Regions from separate parts of the Mus musculus genome. Here region 2 is linked to region 1. Evidence: chromatin contacts called from public promoter capture Hi-C data. All regions are on one chromosome and are shown on one strand. Each heading gives the region's core, a stretch centred on a gene start, on an enhancer-like site or on the middle of the called end of the contact. The rest is flanking DNA. Distances are from core to core; before and after follow the strand shown.

Region 1 (6,156 bases), core at 1,389-3,888:
TCCCAGCCTCCTTTGCAGTGAGGCAGGCCATGATACTGGGGGCAGAAAATATGTCTGCTGCTTCTAAACATGGTAACAGCGGTCTCCTTCCTCCTCCCTCTTCCTTCCTCTCTCCCCCTACCTCCTTCCTCCTCCCTTCCCTCTTCTCCCTCCCCACTCCTCTCTCCTTTTCCTTCCCAGACTCAGGAAATCTCAAGAAAAAGTGCAAGGGCTAATACGATGCCCACGTCTCATAAAGGCAGAGACTTAAGTTTCCAGACTGAAGTAGTATAAAACAGCGTTCTCCACCCCTCCACACCCTTCCCATGCTGATCGAGACTGTGACATTAGCCAGAAGTACTTGATGTTAGATGACAAAGCTGTGGGACATTCTATGGTAGAGCAAGGCATTACTTTTGTCTCAACCAATGCAGGGAATATGAGAGAATACCGAGACCCTTGAGTAAAATCGAACTTCCTTTGATTTTCCCGTGGTTTTCAAAGTTTCGCGTGCATGGAAAGTCACCGGGAGAGCGTGCCAAACACTTTCCTGGGCCTCGTGCACAGAGCATCTGGCCATAAGTTGAAATGAAGCCTATGTCTAACTACCTGACATACTCACTTCATCTGTAAGGCATGCTAAAGAAAAAACGTCAGGCAAGACTTTATAATGTCTAGTTTCTTCTTCCTCTCGCTTTCTCTCTGCTTCTCGACTCAACCGCTCGATATAGACCAAAAAGATGTTAGAGCTTACTAGAAGCACAGGATAAAGACCAACATTAGACTGGTGGGGAAACAAATCGATTACCAAAGTTTGGAGCAGATCCCAATACAAGGCCGACGCTAACTGCTTACCCTAGGAATGAACCACCTAGTATTAGGTGACACTCAAATTTGGCTTGCAGCGTTTTAATGGCTAATATAAAAGGGGAAACCTAGCAGGTGGATTACTACTCAGCTTTGTATATAAAAGGAAAGTGGTGCTTTGGGAAGACACACAAGTATTATTCATTCAATAGCAGAAATTTCTCCCTTGGAGGGTGGACTGTCTACAGCCATTCTCCATCCTTCAGGTCGTGTCTGTATACTTCCTTCTTTTCTTATAGTGCTTGGCACAGGGCAGTGGGCTAAAACAGTGTGTGTGTGTGTGTGTGTGTGTGTGTGTGTGTGTGTATTTGTGTGTGTGCTTTAATCCTTCGAGACGGTAATTTTTTTTAATTAAGAATTTTTAGAGATTATATCTGAACATAACATGAAAATGCTAAAGTAAAGCTGAGTCTTGGACATGGTAGCAGATGCATTTTAATCCCAGCACTTGGGAGGCAGAGGTAAATGTTCATCTATCTCAGTGAATCCTAGGCCAGGCTAGTGAGCTTTAAGCCAACAAGGGTACATAGTAAGACCTTGGTTTTTTGTTTGTTTGTTTGTTTGATTGTTTGATTGTTTAAAGTAATGGTGAGGTATCAGTTAATTCTTCTGTTGTTGCAACAAAATATCTGATAAAACAACATAAGGAAGGGAGGGAAGGCTTGTTTTGGCTTACAGGTTTGGGTGCAGCCCATAATTTCAGGGACATCATGGGGTGGGGGCAGGGGTGGGAGGCACCCAGCCTCATTGTACCCTCAGTTCAGAAAGCAGAGGAAGATGCTGGTACTCATCTTGCCTTCCCATTTTTATTCAGCCTGAGACCCCAACCCACGCAATGATGCAGGCTGCATTGAAGATGGCTTGAAATAACCCAGTCACTTACAACATCCCAGAATTCTAGATTGGTGATTCAAGTTGGCAGCCATTATTAGCTATCAGAGTGACAAATAGTTGAAAGCCAGGATCCCTATGGACTCTGGTCCCTGGCCATCTAACTTTCTTCCAAAGTGTGCCTGGAATGACCAGTTACCTATTTCAGTTTCTTGCCTTCACTTATTTTAGACAAAATACAACAAAGTAATAACTCAGATCCACATGTATTAGCGTTTGATTTTAAAACACAAATAGAAGCATTCAATACATACTTTTACATAGATGCTACCAGCTTAGGGATTATTTTATATCCATAATAATTAGCACTATCATATTAGCAGTTGCATACTATTCTGCTGTAATCTACTTGATGCAAATAGCCTGATTAGTTGCTCCTAATTTTCTGTTGTAAAGAAAAACCCAAATTATATTCTGCCTCATACCTGCAGGAGCTGGCCACTTCTCAGAAGGAGAATCTCTTGACCAAGAGCTGACGAGTAATGGAATTTTAGTTTTCACAGATACAGAAAGATTTTCCTCCACAATTATACGTTAAAACTTCCACCGACAGGAGACTACTTACTTTCACATGTTTTGGGGGGGGAATGTTTTCAAATTTGTGAATTTTTGATCTGTACCATTTAAAGATTAAAATGACGCTTCATTATACATTTTTGACAGTGCTTGGAATTGAGCCCAGGGCCTTGCGCTAGCCAGGCAAGTGCCCCACTGACTGAATTCCTCAACCCTCTCATCGTAGTTTTTTTAAATATGGTAAAATACATACAATGTTTACTAGACTGATCATTTCCAAACATGCAGCAGCACATGAAAGATTTGCATTGTGCAACCATCAACATCACAGTATCCCCAAGTCTTCTCACATTGCAAGATGGAAACTCTGGACTCAGTCAACAGCGATCGTTCCTCATTTTTCCTTCCTGCCCCCCACTCCCCACCCCGGTCTCAGAAACCACCTTCTGTCTCCATGGACCTGAGTTCTTTAGATGGAAGTGGAATCTTACAGTATTTAGCTTTCTGTGGTGGGTTTGCTTCACTTAGCGCTGCCTTAGGGGCCCATCCTCATTGTAGGACCTGCTGGGATCCCTGCTCTTCTGAAGATGCTCACACCGGGTTCAGCGTCTGTGCCCATCTGCAGAGGGCTGCTTGAATTATGTACATCTTTTTAGTGCCGTGAAGACTGCTGCTGTGAACATGAGGTGTACGAATTTCTCCCCAGTTTTCTGCTTTCACTTCTTTTAGATACAAACCAAGAAGTGGAAGAGTAGGTCATATGGAGATTCTATTTTAAACCCTCTGAGGAACCACTGTCCACCAGAACTTCACATTCCCATCAAAGGCAACCAATAACGGATTTCTCCATATCCTGGGCGACATTTTTTTTTTTTCTGATTTGCTTTTCAAAGTCTAAGCCACATCTGGTAGGTGGTTTCCACTGTTATTTCAAAACAAATTTCTCTTATGAATCTGAGTATCCTGCCACATGATTAATACGTTTGTATTCTTACGCCACGTATTCGTCACACAGCCCTCTCCGCCCCACCTCCCCGCATCCTGTCTTGAGTCTGACTTTCTCTTGTTAAACTGTAGAAGCTCTTTTTTTTTTTCCCATATAGAAATTTAGCAGTTTGTGATAATGTTACAAGTAAGTTCAGCTGCCAAAATATTAGATGTTTGGTGTGAGAACCAAATGTCTAGCTCCCAGTAGCTTTCTCCCTCTCTCCCAGTAACTGTAATGGATGTTAGGGTTTAGCATTGTCAGTTGAGCTATAGCAGACATGGCACGTGGGCAGAGCCTGGGGACCCTTGCCTATTTTGTCACAGTAAGTCACTCACAGTATCCTATTTATCATGGATCTGAAGGCTGGGGCCTTGTTAGGTCTGAATTCCTCCCTAAATATAGGAGTCTGTATAATACCTGAAAAGTCAACACACTGGATCTAATCAGAGAACTTTTCCCCACCTGACATGTCAAACACACGAGGTCTCCAAATCAAATGACCCTATGCTATAAACTTAATTGATTAGTTTAACTCAGGTAATCACATGGAACCATTACGGCAGCGTTCTCAATCTGTGGGTTGTGACCCCTTTGTGGGACTAATGACCCTTTCACAGGGCTGCTGAAGAGCATCAGAAATATCAGATGTTTACTTACGATTCATTGCAGTGCCAACATTACAGTTATGAAACAGCAATGAAAACAATTGTATGGTTGGGGGTCACCACAGCTTGTATTAAGGGGTCTCAGCATTAGGAAGGTTGAGAGCCCCTGCATAATAGCCTTCCAAAATCTCGAACAAATAGTCCCTGAAACTCACTGGGTGGGGCAAACTCTGGCCCTGCCCAGGAAGTCCATACTGTTGCAAACTTCTCTGTTTGGAAACTTGTCTTTCCCTGATTAGAAACATCAGCCTCCTTCACTACTTCTGAGTTGACTGATACCAGCTTTGTGAGTATTTTGCTTTGTTTTGTTTGTTTGTTTTTTGTTTGTGTGTGCGTGTGTGTGTGTGTGTGTGTGTGTGTGTGTGTGTGTGTGTGTGTTTGCAGGGTAAGGATTTGAGAGAGGGTCTTGCTCTATAGCTCAGGTTTGTCTCAAATGCATGATCCCTGAAACTACCCACAGTAAGCCAGGCTTCAGCAAAAGCCATTTAGGAGCTTGAGGATGGCAAAGTTCTACACCTCACACTTTGGCCTTGCCAGACAGTCCCAGTTCCCTAGAGGAGCATCACGAATGCTCACAAGGAGACTGCATACCAGCCTGGCAGACACTCCATTGCCCGTTCCTAAAACACGGACACAACCTTCCTTTAGAAATTGTGTGTGTGTGTGTGTGTGTGTGTGTGTGTGTGTGTGTGTGTGAGGAAGCTAGCTTCTCCACTCTTGTTGGCTCAGAACAGAGCTGTCACTTCCCCAGGAATGAACCGTCCCCCAAACTCCAAACACCAGCAAGGCTTTTACCAGATGGCCCAAGAAATGGAAATTCTTACTATCAGAGCGGGTGTTCAGCAGACGCAATGGGAGAGGAAAGAACCTAAGAATTTATGGGGGGATTCTCTGACAGATTTCTGTCACTAGAAGCAGAATCGGGTCTGAGGGGTGGGTGAGCTAGCGAAAAGCCTAAAAAGGAAGACTGTTCACACAAGAAGAGTTGTTTGCCAAAATTTTGGTAGTATCTTTAATAAAGATGTTTGTCTTCAGCATCCAAAAACGAAGAGGAGGAGGAGGGGGAGGGGGATGGGGGGGAGGAGTTACAGTCTAGAAAGCAAAGTGCCCGGTAATACCATCTTCGCTGACTTTATATACACTCTTACACAAGTAAGAGTGGTGGGGTGAATGACCAAGCACCCTGGTTTCTGATGTCTGGGTGAGATTGTTAACCCCCATAATACAGATGAAGAACCAGTTTCAAAGGGTGAAGATATGTTCAAGGCCATGAAACTGGTAATAGCAGAACTGAGATTCAAACTGATCCAACTTTACTGATTTTTCTTTAACACAATGCCAACCAGATTCAGTAGTGCATGGGCAGCAAGCAAAGAGATTCCAAATCTGCCCACTGGCAGGATAAGAGGAGACAGGGCACTACCAGAACATACCCTAAAATCATTACAGGACCCTTGGGAGACCCTGAGGTGGGGTAGAATGGGGTCAAAGCCTCCATTTGCATCATGGGAGGTTTTGTTCTAGTAGGCAAATCATTCCACAGATGCTGCTTGAGCACCTACTATGTGCCAGGTAGAACACTACCCTGTTCCACACCTCACAGGCAACAGGCTTTAGCGTAGGCACTGGGATCTAGCTGAGGCAGAAGAGGGGAGATGAGGTGGCACAAAGGACCACGCTGTTCTGAAAGAGAAAGTGGGAGAATGGTTCCCTGGGAGCAATCAGGAGGCCATCAATGGAAAAGACTTTGCCCTGAACTTAGCGGTAACCAGGTAGTAGGAAAATGCTACTAAGAGGAGCATTGTCTCAGCTAGGTTGCTCATTCACTGTCTTAAAGGCAAATATTTACTGAGTATTTTCAGCATTAAAGTTCTTCTAGAGGTCTAGGGAGATGTAAAGATACATAGGCCTGGATCCTTCAAATAGCACTAAAAAGAAAGGCAGGGTGTCCAGGAATAAGTCAAGCTGGAAAACACCGTGGAGAGCCGCAGCACTTAGCTCCTCCCGAGGTGTACGGTGTTCTTGCTAGGAGCAAATCAGCAGATGGCATGGCCACTAGAGGAAGGACCCAATCCGGTCGCGCAAGCGCACTAGGGCCTGGTCGCTCCTCTATGTCTGTACATACTTACGGCTCAACAAGCCTACTGTGGGTGGATCCATCTGCTGGCAGAGGGACATAGATCCCAAGAACACTCCTTGCTGGAGCCTCTGTTGGCCTCTACTGCGCCATAAAGTACTGGGGTTCTTCAC
Region 2 (6,156 bases), core at 1,122-3,621, 34 kb after region 1:
TAAGCACATTAGAGACTGTTCTTTAGCCGAGTTTCCCTTTTTAAAACGATTTCATAATATTCCATTACGGGTGTTTCATAGATAACCAGTCATCTATTTTTAAACAAGTGTTTCTAAGATTTCCCACATTATTAAAAAAAATAGCAAGAAAAATATCCATGTCATTAAACCTTTACTAACATCTATCATTGTGTAGTAAAAGATAAACCGGTCTTGTTAGACAGCATATATCCTTGAGGAAAGCTATGTATTTCAGCAGATTTTTTTGATCAGAAGGGGTGCATAACCATCAAGGGACAATATAGGCGTATATTCCCCTCTCCTTAGTAGCATCGGAAATTCTTGTTTGCTTTTGTTTGTTTGTTTGGTTGGTTGGTTGGGTTTTTTTGTTTGTTTGTTTGTTTGTTTTTGTTGTCTTTTTGTTTTTTTCCGAGACAGGGTTTCTCTGTATAGGCCCGGCTGTCTTGGAACTCACTTTGTAAATCAGGCTGGCCTCGAACTCAGAAATCCACCTGCCTCTGCCTCCCAAGTGTTAGGATTAAAGGCATACACCACCACGCCCGGCTACTTGCTTGCTTTTGAAACAAGAACATTTATTAACATTTTCATTTTTTAAAAAATGATAATTTACTGTTATGATTTGCATCACTTTTATCTCTAAGATTCAACATTGTTTGTTGCTATTTATTGCTTGTTACTGGCTTGGGGCATCAAAACAAAGAATATCTTAAACAAGCACCATCTAGACAGCGGCCTGTGACCCAAAGCAGCGCCAGCACAATTCAGCACTATGGCTTCTACAGCTCCGTGGAAACTCTAAGGTATGACACTTTTTCATATACATTTATTTATATGAAAATTTAAAATTATGCTCGAGAGGAAAGAAATTGTTTTAACTTGGAAATTAATCTGTAAACTTTTGAAATAAAAGCAACAAAGGGGCTTCTGAAACCAGTTGGCACTGGGTAGAAGAGAGAATCCCAAAGTGCAGGAATAAATAACAAAGGGCAGAAAAACAACTGTGCCTCGAACCGACCATGCCTCCAGCCGCCCAAGCAAAAGAAGGGCAGGCATAGCTGCTTCTAGGAATCCTGTGCCCTGAGAACCTGCCACAGCAAAGAGGACAAAAAGGATTTCACTTCCATCCTCAGGAGCCTGGGAGCCTTGCTCAGCTATTAATTAATACAATGATACTGCCTGTCCGGATACCACTGTGAAGTGTGACATTAATGAAATAATATTAGCGAAGTGCACAACATGCCAGGCATCCCACAGACACTGGGTAACTGAGTTACTCCCATTGCCTATTTGTGTCTTAGTTTGTTGTTATTGTTGCTGTTGTTTTCTTGAATACAGTCACCCCTCAGAATCTGAACAAATTCCAAAATCTTGGGTACTCACGTTCCCAGTATAAAGTGAGGTCATAATTTGCATGTACTTTAAATTATCCCTAGATTACATACAATGCATACATAATTACATATACAATGTAAATGAATAACAACAAGAGCCCTGTGCCTGTTCAGTATAGGCACAGCTATAGGCGAGCTGCATTTCTATCTTAAATGGGAAGTTGCTCACAGGTGGCCCGCTGAGTCCATGGATGTGGAACTTGTGCATTGAAAGAGCTGTCTGTGCCTTTTCTCTGCATTTTCTTTGACCTTTCTTCTTTTGCCTTCTCTATTTGACTTCTTCACTTTTATATCAAACTTTAAAAAAAAAGTGCCACCTCTCTTTTCTCATACTTATACAGATATTTAAAAACCCAATCCAGACTTAAAAATCAACGACTGTAGATATTTAATATCTGAAACACAAATCAATCACCTTTGGGGGGGGAAACTATCAGCTGCTTTCTTTTGGTACCTCAGATAAGTCTTACCCCCATGAAGGAAAAAAAAAGTCATTGTAGGAAAAAAAAGGGAAAGGAAGAAAGGAAGGGAGGGAGGGAGAGAGGGAGAGAGGGAGAGAGGGAGAGAGGGAGAGAGGGAGAGAGGGAGAGAGAGAGAGAGAGAGAGAGAGAGAGAGCTTCCTGATGTGGGAGCCAGTTACCATTTTCACATAAATAGCACCTTCCCTTCTGCGCTCTCACTTTGGGTCATTAAATAGACACATTGCACACGAGAGCTGTCTAGGGCGGCTGGCTCGAAGGACAGAAATGAGAGTGTGGTCTCCAGTCTCAGCCTCCCGCTGAGGTCATAATTCACAAGTCATACTGCAAATAGTAGAAGCGACCACTTACCATCTGGGGTCCATCGTGGGTGCTTCCGTAAGTTCTGGAACACGTCTACAGGAGTCTGGTTGTTCAAGTCCGTGCTGCCTACAGGAGCCACTCTTACGCGTCTGCTTGCTCCTCTTTCTTCCTCAGCAATGACTGTGTACCCTGGTGGTTGACTTTTTCTTAAGGGTTGTTCCTCTTTTCTTAGACTTGAGGAAGATATCTTTAACCCTTTCTTTGCTTTGTAGATTATTCGAGTTCGGTTTCAGTCTTGAGGGTTTTGTTTGTTTTTTAAACAATTCAGGGGGCAGGCAGGAGTGGGTGGGTAGGTGGAGGAACACCCGCATAGAAGCAGGGGGAGGGGGATGGGATAGGGAGTTTCTTTGGGGAGGGGGGGTGGGACAGGGGATAACATTTGAAATGTAAATAAAGAAAATAACCAATTTTTAAAAATTCAACTGTAAAAACAAAACAAATCAAAACATTCAGTGCCTTGAGTTCCAACAAGATGTTCAAAAGAAACCAAGAAGCCCAAGACAAGCAATGTTGTGAAATCAACTGACCAACTTTGTCCACTTGATAGAGCTACCATAGTCCTTAGACATAACCTGGCGAAATGGGAAGCCTTATAGGGCTGAGAAGTGCTTAGGTGACTGTTGCCTTCAGACAACTATATCAGATAAGGGGTTTAGGTATGCGGAAATTGACTTGCTAAAAGTGACTCGTACAGCAATAAAGAGGCTTCTACAAGGCAGTGCTGGAGCCCCTCCATCAGAGCTGCTCCACCCTGCTGAGGAGAAGTCTATAACATCCCTGCAGTGTCCTCCAGCAGACATAAGGGAGAACACCAGAACACCGGCAGTATCGAAACGCCATCTCTTTTCATTCAGACGAGGAAACCATCATATGTGGTTTCTGCCTTTTTCCCCCCTTTTCCTGTACACCTATTGATTTCACAACATTGCTTGTCTTGGGCGTCTTAGTTTCTTTTGAACATCCTGCCCGAACTCAAGGCACTGCATTGGTTTCTTGTTTTTTGGTTTTTTTTAATCTCAAGATTTAAACCGAACATAGCATACCAAAACACAATAAGACCAGGCACAAATCCTCATCTCGAGGCTAGACAAGACAACCCAGTAGAAGGGGAAAAGTACCGTGAGTAGACAAGAGTCAGAGACAAGTGCACTTCCACTCTATGGAGTCCCACAAAAACCCCCAGCTAAACAAGCACAGCATTTATGTAGAGCACCTAGCACAGACCCAGACAGGCTCCAGAATTGCTGCTTCACGTCTCTGTGAGCCCCCATGAGCCCTGTTTAGTAGATGCTGTGGGCTATGTCCTCCTGGTATCCTTGACTCCTCTAGCTTCTAAAATCGCCCTCTTCTAAGGGGTTCCCCAAGCTCTTGCCTAACGTTTGGGGGTGGGCCTCTGCATCTACTCCCATCAGCTGCTGGAGGAAATGTCTCACAGTGATTGGACTTGGCACCAATCTATGAGTATAGCCGATAATCATTAGGAATCATTTCGTTGACTTGTTTTGTTGTTGTCAGTCATGTTTGGCTCTATCCTAGGGCTCTGCCGCTATCTAGCTTCCGGCTTCCAGCTTCCAGCTTCCAGCCATCCAGGCATGGGATCCCTCTCCTAGCTTGGGCCTCAAGTTAGACCAGTCATTGGTTGGCCACTTTCACAGGCTCTGAGCCTTCACTGCCCCCCCCCCTGCCCCCAGCACATCTTGCAGGCAGGGCAGTTTGTTTATAGACAGCTCTGTGACTCTGTTGGTGTCCCAGTCTCACCATTGGAAATTTTGCCTGGTTACAGAAGATGGCTGGTTCAGGTTCCGTATCCTCCATTCCTGAGAATCCTTGCTCAGGTCACCCTCATAAGTTCTGGGAATTCTTCGCTGCACTAGGTTTCCATATGGCCACCTAAATGCCCCTCTGTTCCCATGTCATCTCTCACTGTACTCTCCCTCCTCCACCCAATCCCTCCTGTTCCCATGCCTACCTACAGCCAGTCCACCAGCAACATCTATTCTATTTCCTCTTCCTAGGGAAACCCGTGTATGCCCCAGAGCCCTCCTTGTCACTTAGCCTCTCTGGGTCTATGGCTCATAGTGTGAATATCCTTTACTTAACAGCTAATATACACTTACAAGTAACTATATACCGTGTTTGTCTTTCTGGGTCTTGCCTCGCTCAGGAATTTTTTTTCTAGTTCCATTCATTTATCTGCAAATTTTATAATATCATTTTTTGCTAACAGCTGAGTAATACTCCATTTTGTAAATGTACCACTTTTCTTTGTCCATTCTTCAGTTGAGGGACATCTAGGCTATTTGCAGTTTGTGGATATTAGGAATAAAGCCACTATGAACATAGTTGGAGCATCTTCGAGGTATATGAGGTATACGCCCAAGGATGGTAGAGCTGGGTCTTGAAGTAGATTGATTCCCAATTTTCTGAGAAACCACCATATTGATTTCCATAGTGGCTGTACAAGTTTGCACTCCCACTAGCAACGGAGAGGAGGTCCCCTTGCTCCACATCCTTGCCAGCATAAGTTGTTACTTGTGTTATTGATCTTAGCCATCTGGACAGGTGTAAAGTTGGAATCTCTAAGTTGTTCTGAGTAGCAGTTACCTGATGGTTAAGGATATTGAACATTTCTTTAAGTGTTTCTCAGCCATTAGAGATTCCTCTACTGAGAACTCTAGGAAGTAGATCCTTAACTAGGTCAGTTGGTCAGTTGGCTATGTGGTCATTGTTGTGACTCTTAGGCATTACAGCTCAGTAAGGGTATTAACTGCTTTCCTCCTTGGAAGCATGCACAGCATCCCTGTTACCATGAACACTAGTCCTCAGAAAGCAGGCTCTCAGGTCAGACCCAGTTAGGTTCTTCCAACTCTTGTGCCTGAAGAGCTTGTTTTCAGCAATAGGGACTTTATCTGTAACCTCTGAGAGGAAACCCAGAGCAAGAGCAACAACCTGTATTGTTTGGGGGGTTTCTTAGACTGCTTTGAGCAACTAGTAATGGGTTTCTCGTGCCTGACATTGGGAATTTTGCTAGGTAGTTTATGGTTCTTGTGGGGATTACTGTCAATGTAGGTAGAATAACTTCAATTATGCGTGTGTGTGTGTGTGTGTGTGTGTGTGTGTGTATGTGTATATACATAGACTTAACATATATACAATTATAGATAAATAAATAATAATATGGTTCCTTAATCTATTTGAAATGTATTTCACCATCTTCATATCTTTTTAAAAATAGGTCAAATCTAGATGAAATTATCAAAGTTGAGATGACAGTTTTCCCATTATTAATTTTAAGAAAACAAGCTATTGCTGCTTTATTCAAGCTAACAGTGATATGTTTTAAGCTTCATTAAAATAGTATAGATAGTTCACTTCTAACATTTTCATAGCCTTCTGGATTAAATTTACAATAGCTATTCCCCCACCCACAGCTTTAAGACTTAGCAGTTTCAGTTTTGTTTCTGTTCTGCTCCAGTTTCTTTACCTTAAAGCTTTCAATTTTTGATCCACTTTGTATGGTTCTAGAAGTATAGAAGAGACTGGAAGTTAGAATGGATGTTAGAAAGGATGTTAGTGGTAGATTTGGTTAGGGGATGTTAAGTCACACAAAGCAGAATTTAGCTTAAGGGTCACTGCCTTCAAAAAACCCCAGAAGTAAGTAGTCTGCTAAAGAGCCATTATGGGTCATTCCTATGACAAAAGGAGACAACCCTGAGAACAAGCCTCCTGCAGGCAACTCCATGGGGCAGGCAGGGTGGCAGTTCTCATTAACTCCTGGCCTGTCATAAGGCCCCAGTTCTCTTCTCTGAGGAAAGGAGAATGCTGCTGAGTGGGCAAGACAACCCTGGGCAACTACTTGAAAAGGAGAAATACTTAAAGAGATTTAGGCTGTGTAACCTACC

The links. Promoter capture Hi-C pulls out the DNA fragments that hold promoters and counts their contacts.
Region 2: a promoter capture Hi-C map of macrophages shows a contact between it and region 1, with 9 read pairs. The contact joins the promoter of Cd86 here to the enhancer-like site in region 1. A contact is called at or near these places in 1 of 39 promoter capture datasets (macrophages), 1 of 15 datasets of contacts at CTCF or cohesin (CD8 T cells), 8 of 484 Hi-C or Micro-C datasets (B cells, Th2 cells, bone marrow-derived macrophages and 4 more), 4 of 115 datasets of contacts at active chromatin or transcription factors (embryonic stem cells and microglia) and 4 of 9 other capture datasets (adipose tissue, liver, macrophages and 1 more).

The regions. Positions count from the first base shown.
Region 1 is chr16:36,629,178-36,635,333 of GRCm38.p6, forward strand. All of the region lies in intron 1 of Cd86 (CD86 antigen), which reads right to left. Among named protein-coding and RNA genes, the nearest start is that of Cd86, 34 kb to the right of the region's middle. Within about 2 kb of position 2,639, at least 30 of the 459 cell types and tissues checked have an H3K27ac peak or open chromatin away from gene starts, as enhancers often do. A contact at or near this core is called in bone marrow-derived macrophages, macrophages, microglia and 1 more, where this site is marked.
Region 2 is chr16:36,663,706-36,669,861 of GRCm38.p6, forward strand. It overlaps Cd86 (CD86 antigen), which reads right to left and starts at 2,372. Exons shown (of 8, transcript NM_019388.3): 1 at 2,243-2,372. The coding sequence starts at 2,256.